Regions from separate parts of the Anser cygnoides genome. Here region 1 is linked to region 2. The links are chromatin contacts, called in public Hi-C maps. All regions are on one chromosome and are shown on one strand. The core of a region is the stretch at or near the end of the contact, and the rest is flanking DNA. Distances in the headings are between cores, read along the strand shown.

Region 1 (2,700 bases), core at 194-2,693, 80 kb before region 2:
TCATTAAAATATGGCACACGTGAATTTTCAAGTGTTTAAAGCTACATTTAAGAGTATAATGATCTGCAAATCCCTTTGAGATATTTCATATTATTTGCATTAAAAAAATACCCTACGAGCAGATAAAATTGCAGTTTTACAAGCTTTCCCCCTCTACTTTGCACTTCAGAGAAAAAAAGATAAATACTCTAAATCCTTCATATCTAACACCTGTTTAAAGGCACAACGCTCCAAGAAACAGAATAATTACTCTGGGTATGCACTAAGTAATAAACTAATTCTGCTAAAAATAAATGTGGTTCATGGCAAGGCATTTGGGTCTGATCATCATATAGGGCTGAAGATGTTCCTGCTAGCTTGTTTCACCATTCTTGTCATGAGTGCCAGAAAACGTTACAAGCACAGGCAACTACTGCAGATACCCGAGTCAACTCCTCCAAACAGAGGTTGAGGCCAGACTGGTTGCAAAGTGTCCTTGTAGCTAAGGAAAGGGAAAAAATCTTTCTAATGCTGCAAATTCAAGCAAGCTTTCTGTCATCAGGGATCTTCTTTTAGACCTCCAGGAAAAAAAAATACCCTTGCTAAATATCTATTTACATTCACTTTGAGATCTACATTTCTTTTTAGGAATTGTTGTTAAAAATACATGCAAAAAAAGGGCTTCGATAGCTGTATCCAATTTTGATAAAGAAAATTCAGAATTATTAAAATTTTAGTGAATAAAAATAATCCTTCCAAACAGTTTTAAAGAAGGCAAGCTGCTAAGAGGAAAGGATACACTCACCAGCAGAAAGTTACCGCAGCTTGAAGATGTGCAGCATGGAGCTCAGACATGAATGCTGACCGTGAAAATACAAACTTTGGGTCACGGCCCTCAGACAACCCAGACAGAAAAAAGCTCAATGAATTTTCAGAAACAAAGATCTGTAGGCATTTGTAATGCAGGCAGTACCTAAGCTAGTATTAGACTACAGGTAGGAAAGGCACTAACAAAACAGGACTGCTATCTTTCAAACAAGTGCATCTATCTTCTCCCAAAACTATGCACAGATCCCTACCATGACATTTAGTCAGGCACACACAGACCTACTTTCTGACAGCTGGCATTCATAATTTCTAAGTTGTTTTTCAAGGGTCTTAACAGACCCAATACAGCATATTGCACCTATAATTTCTTAAGGATTTAAGGAAAGCTGGGGACCTGAAGTACATTCACATTCCAATTCTATGTCCCCAGGATTTTCAAAAGCAAACTTAAAAAATCATGTCACCAAGGGAAACTGAAACGAAAGTCACAAACAGCTTCCAGCAACTAAAGCACGTAAAAATACAGTAGCTAATAAACACACCCAGGGACTTATGACTCAAAACAAATACAGATGGCCAGAAGGAGATCAGACTCCTCTTGGCAAACTCGTCATGGGAATGTGTGGGCAGCTTGGCAGGGAGCTGATAATGGTGATTGCATACGAGCATGATTCAGCCCAACACATTAGAAATGACACATCATGGCATTCTTACTTCGGCAATCTTCCATTAATCTATTGTAAACAATTACCTGAAAGTAAGGAAGCAAAACTATTTTAAGAAAGTTTGTGTGTACTTGTTTTATTATACACATATATACGCAGTTAACATCTTTTTGCATTGCATAATCTCTCCTCACCATAAGTTTGAGATGGCTGCGTTAACACAAACAGCAGACTGTAATAAGCTAAGCAGTAAAACAAGTCATCAAGTCAATACTATATAAAATATACATACCCTGCTGTGGTGCAATATAGGATGGGACTGAGTTAGACACTAAATTTAGATGTTCATATGCAAGCGAGGTACCTATCCCCTCATTATGTGAATAGGACATATAGCATTGGTTAAAGAATGATCCAGCTCACCCTAGAATAGACACCTTGCAGTCAGTAATCCAAATTGCCCCCTAAGCTTCTCTGACTGTACTGGCTACAGTCTGAATTCAGATATGCACACATAAGCACCTACCATCGTCTAGGAGGCTCTGACATACTGGAGAAATCAACACAGGGTAACTCATTATGGCAATGATATCAGCTATATATCAGCTGCATAGGAGACTTGGCAGACTTGTACAGCAACAGGTAAAAGCCAGACACAAGACCAGGAATAACACTCCTGGATATCTCAAGTGGAACTAGTTGCCTCCATGTGGGCCACTACACCAAGCCCCAAATATCCTTTTGACTCCTCAGTCCATGTGTTGCACTAAAATCGCCTTACTCTAAATCCTTCGTTTTATTATAGGAACTTTTAAACTCAAAGAAACACAAAATTTGCTAGGGCTGTATTTGTATGCTTTCAACCAGAGCTGGGTGCCCTAAAAGCAGATTTCATGAAATTTTAAAGCCAGAAGCTCATTTACAAAAGACAACAGACAAGGGAACATAACCCTTCAGCTCCCCACCTCCCAAACCCATAGACCTGCACAACACCTACAGCACCTGCAACTGAGATAATTAAGATGCTAAGGGACAGTTGTGTTAGAGTAAGATCTGCGGAGATACCTACCCTATTGCTTTTGATGTCAGAATACCAATGCTGCAGTTTAGCACACTGCTACACAGTAATCACATTTCAGCACAAACAACTTTTTTTTTTTTTTTTTGGTGTCCTTGGCTATTTCTGAGCCACTTTTGTTAGTTTAAAACTAACTTGAGTATATCTACC
Region 2 (2,700 bases), core at 19-2,518:
CAAGGGGACTACTTGATATAGGGCTTGATCTTGCCCTATACTAATGCTCTTGCAGAGCCTTTTGGTCTAGCAAAGCCTTTGGCCTGACCCAGTGTGAAAGTGATTATGTTCAAGAAATTGCTTGTAAAACATAACTACCAGGTAATATTAATTTCTTTCTTCCCTTGTCAACTGAACTGGGAACCCTTCAGCTCATTTTCTCAGGTGCATAAATAATTAGTATTACACTTTTAAGTCGTACACACAAGCAGCAACAAAAGCAGACCTGCAAAAAAAATAACATTTTGAAGAAATCAACCCGAAGATTTGAAATAAAACTTTAGGCTGCAGTTCCTGGCCAATGCCTCATTTCCAACCTATGTATACAATTAGTTCCACTAAATTTCAAAAGTTAAGTCTTTGAAAGGAAGGATATTCTTATGATTACGACAACAAAATAGTACTCTGGAGATCTCAACTTGATCTCTAGCAATGCCACAAATTTCCTGCAGGTTTTGGCAAATCAAGAGGGCCATCGTCTAGTGTGAGCTGATTTCAGCAGATGAACTCACCGAATTGACTCTGGTTAAGCTCTTGCAAAAGTCTTTAATGAGTGAATTTCGTGTGGTGCACCTGCACAGCACGGGAAGAACTTTGTTGTAGGGCAGGGGGCCGTGGGACACTAGCTGGGACTCCTGGTCCCTCCAGGGGGGCTGCAGTGGTACAGGGCCCATGGACCCACAACCAAAGGTCTCTGCCTCGGCAGGGGTGAAGAAAAAGGCACCAAAGCTCAGCCCCCGCGCTGGGTTTTCTGCCCGTCTACAACCACACAGGCTCCGGGAGCCTGGGCAGGGGAAGACAGAGACATTAGAAAGAGTGGAACGAAGACTGGGGAGAAGAGGAGGGAGGTGCTGGGGGGGCTGGGGCCCTGAGGAGACGGGCTGGGGCCCTGAGGAGCGGACCCAGCAGGGCCCGGGCGGGGAAGGCGCCGCGGGACCCTGAGGGGAAGGGCGGGGAGGCCCGGCCCGGCCCGGCCCGCGGGGCGCTTGAGGAGCCGGCGGCCGCTGCCGCCTCCCCCGCGGCCCCGGCCCCAGCCCCAGGCGGGATCACCCCGTCTCTCCGCGGCGATGCGCCTCCCCGCCCCGTGCCTTCATCCCACCCCATCCCACCCGAGGGGATCTCCCCTCAGCCCTCCCCTTCTCTCCCTGCCGTCCTCCTCCCTTGCTCCTTTTTTTTTTTCTTTTTTCTTTTTTTTTTTTTCCCTTTTTCCATCCCCTCCCCCGCCCGGGAAGACCCGGCAGCTCCCCCCCGCCCCGTCCTCAGTAGCCGCGGGTGCTCGGCGGCGGCGGGTGCCGGGGCCGGGGCCGGGGCCGGGGGCGGCGGGGCAGGGCAGGGGGTCTCCCACGACGTGGAGGTGGCCGCTTCCCCTCCCCTGGGCTCCATCGGGGCCAGGTACGGCCGCGGGGGGAGGCTGCCCGCACCTGGCCGGGGCGGCGGCGGCCGGGGAGCGGGGCAGGAGGAGGGCTGGGGGCGGCCGCGTCCTTGCCACCGGGCAAAATTGGGGGGCTGAGGGGTGTCGGTGCCCTGGGCTTGTGCAGGATTTGGTGTAAAGCCCCTGCCGCGTTAGCCTGAGGGATGCAGTTTTGATAGGACTGAAAAGCGACACGTTGCTCTGACCCCCCCTCCCGCCCCCCCTTTTTTTTTTTTCTTCTTTTTTTTTAAGCACGGGCGACTAGCAGGACAGACGAGAGGGGCACATTTATTCCTCTTTCAGGGTTTTTGTCTCCGTGCAGCTTCGGCTGTAGGCACGGAGGGAGCCTCTTCGCATTTCAAAACAACCTCTCCTTTAATTCTGATTCACCCCCGCAGTATTTGTGCTACCATTCCTGCTCTCTTTTTTGGAATTGACACTAATTTTATCCAGATTCGTCACCGCTGGAAGCAGATTTATCTCGGAATCGCAAGAGAGCTGTGCCAAGGTATTTAACTTTCAGGCTCGGGAGAGAGGGAACTCCTTTGGATCAGCCACAGAAAGGCAGAGCCTCCCGCGGTCACGCCTGAACGCAGGACCAGAGGATGGCTAAGGAGCTTTAGCGAGTGGAAGCCTTCCTCTCCAAATCCTCGGCTTCTCCCAGGAAAACGCCGGACTTCCAAGCGCTTGATGCACACAAACGGTGAGCAGAAGCGGAGCGGGCGATGAAAAAGCAAAGACCCAACGACCCCCTCTTTTTTTCCCCCCTCAACCTCTGTTTCCCTGCTGATGTCCCCCCAGGGCATCAGGCTCGGGCAGAGCAGCCGGGGCCGGGGACCCAGGGCAGGTTCAGCCTCGGGAGCCGCTCCCCTTGTCCCGGACCGCAGCGGGCTGGGGCTGTGGGGTTGGGGGATCGCCCCTTTGCGGCCCCTTCCCCAAACCTGGCAGGGGAGGAGAAAGGCGCAGCCCCGGGCAGAGTGGAGCGGAGGCTGCCTGGTGGCCAGCCCCGGGGCTGGGAGAGGCTCCCGGAGAGGGCTGAGCAGGGTTTGCGAAAGTTGCAAAGCGCTCGTCCTCCGCCGCTCGTACCCCGAAAGGAGCCGTGCCGGTCTGAGCCGTGCCGGTCTGAGCCCAGCCGGTCCGAGCCGAGCCGAGCCGTGCCGGTCTGAGCCCAGCCGAACCGTGCTGTGCCCGTCCGAGCCGTACCGAGCCGTGCCGTGCCGTGCCGGTCTGAGCCCAGCCGTGCCGAGCCG

What was found. A called contact is a pair of places that touch in the nucleus more often than the background predicts.
Region 1: a contact with region 2 is called in a Hi-C map of liver, with 5 times the contacts expected there. The contact joins the enhancer-like site here to the promoter of PRSS35 in region 2. A contact is called at or near these places in 4 of 7 Hi-C or Micro-C datasets (granulosa cells and liver).

What each region holds. Positions count from the first base shown.
Region 1 is chr3:85,397,779-85,400,478 of Taihu_goose_T2T_genome, reverse strand. All of the region lies in intron 1 of ME1 (malic enzyme 1), which reads right to left. Among named protein-coding and RNA genes, the nearest start is that of ME1, 41 kb to the right of the region's middle. Within about 2 kb of position 1,443, at least 1 of the 3 cell types and tissues checked has open chromatin away from gene starts, as enhancers often do.
Region 2 is chr3:85,317,995-85,320,694 of Taihu_goose_T2T_genome, reverse strand. It overlaps PRSS35 (serine protease 35), which reads left to right and starts at 1,268. Exons shown (of 3, transcript XM_048079860.2): 1 at 1,268-1,431; 2 at 1,904-2,153.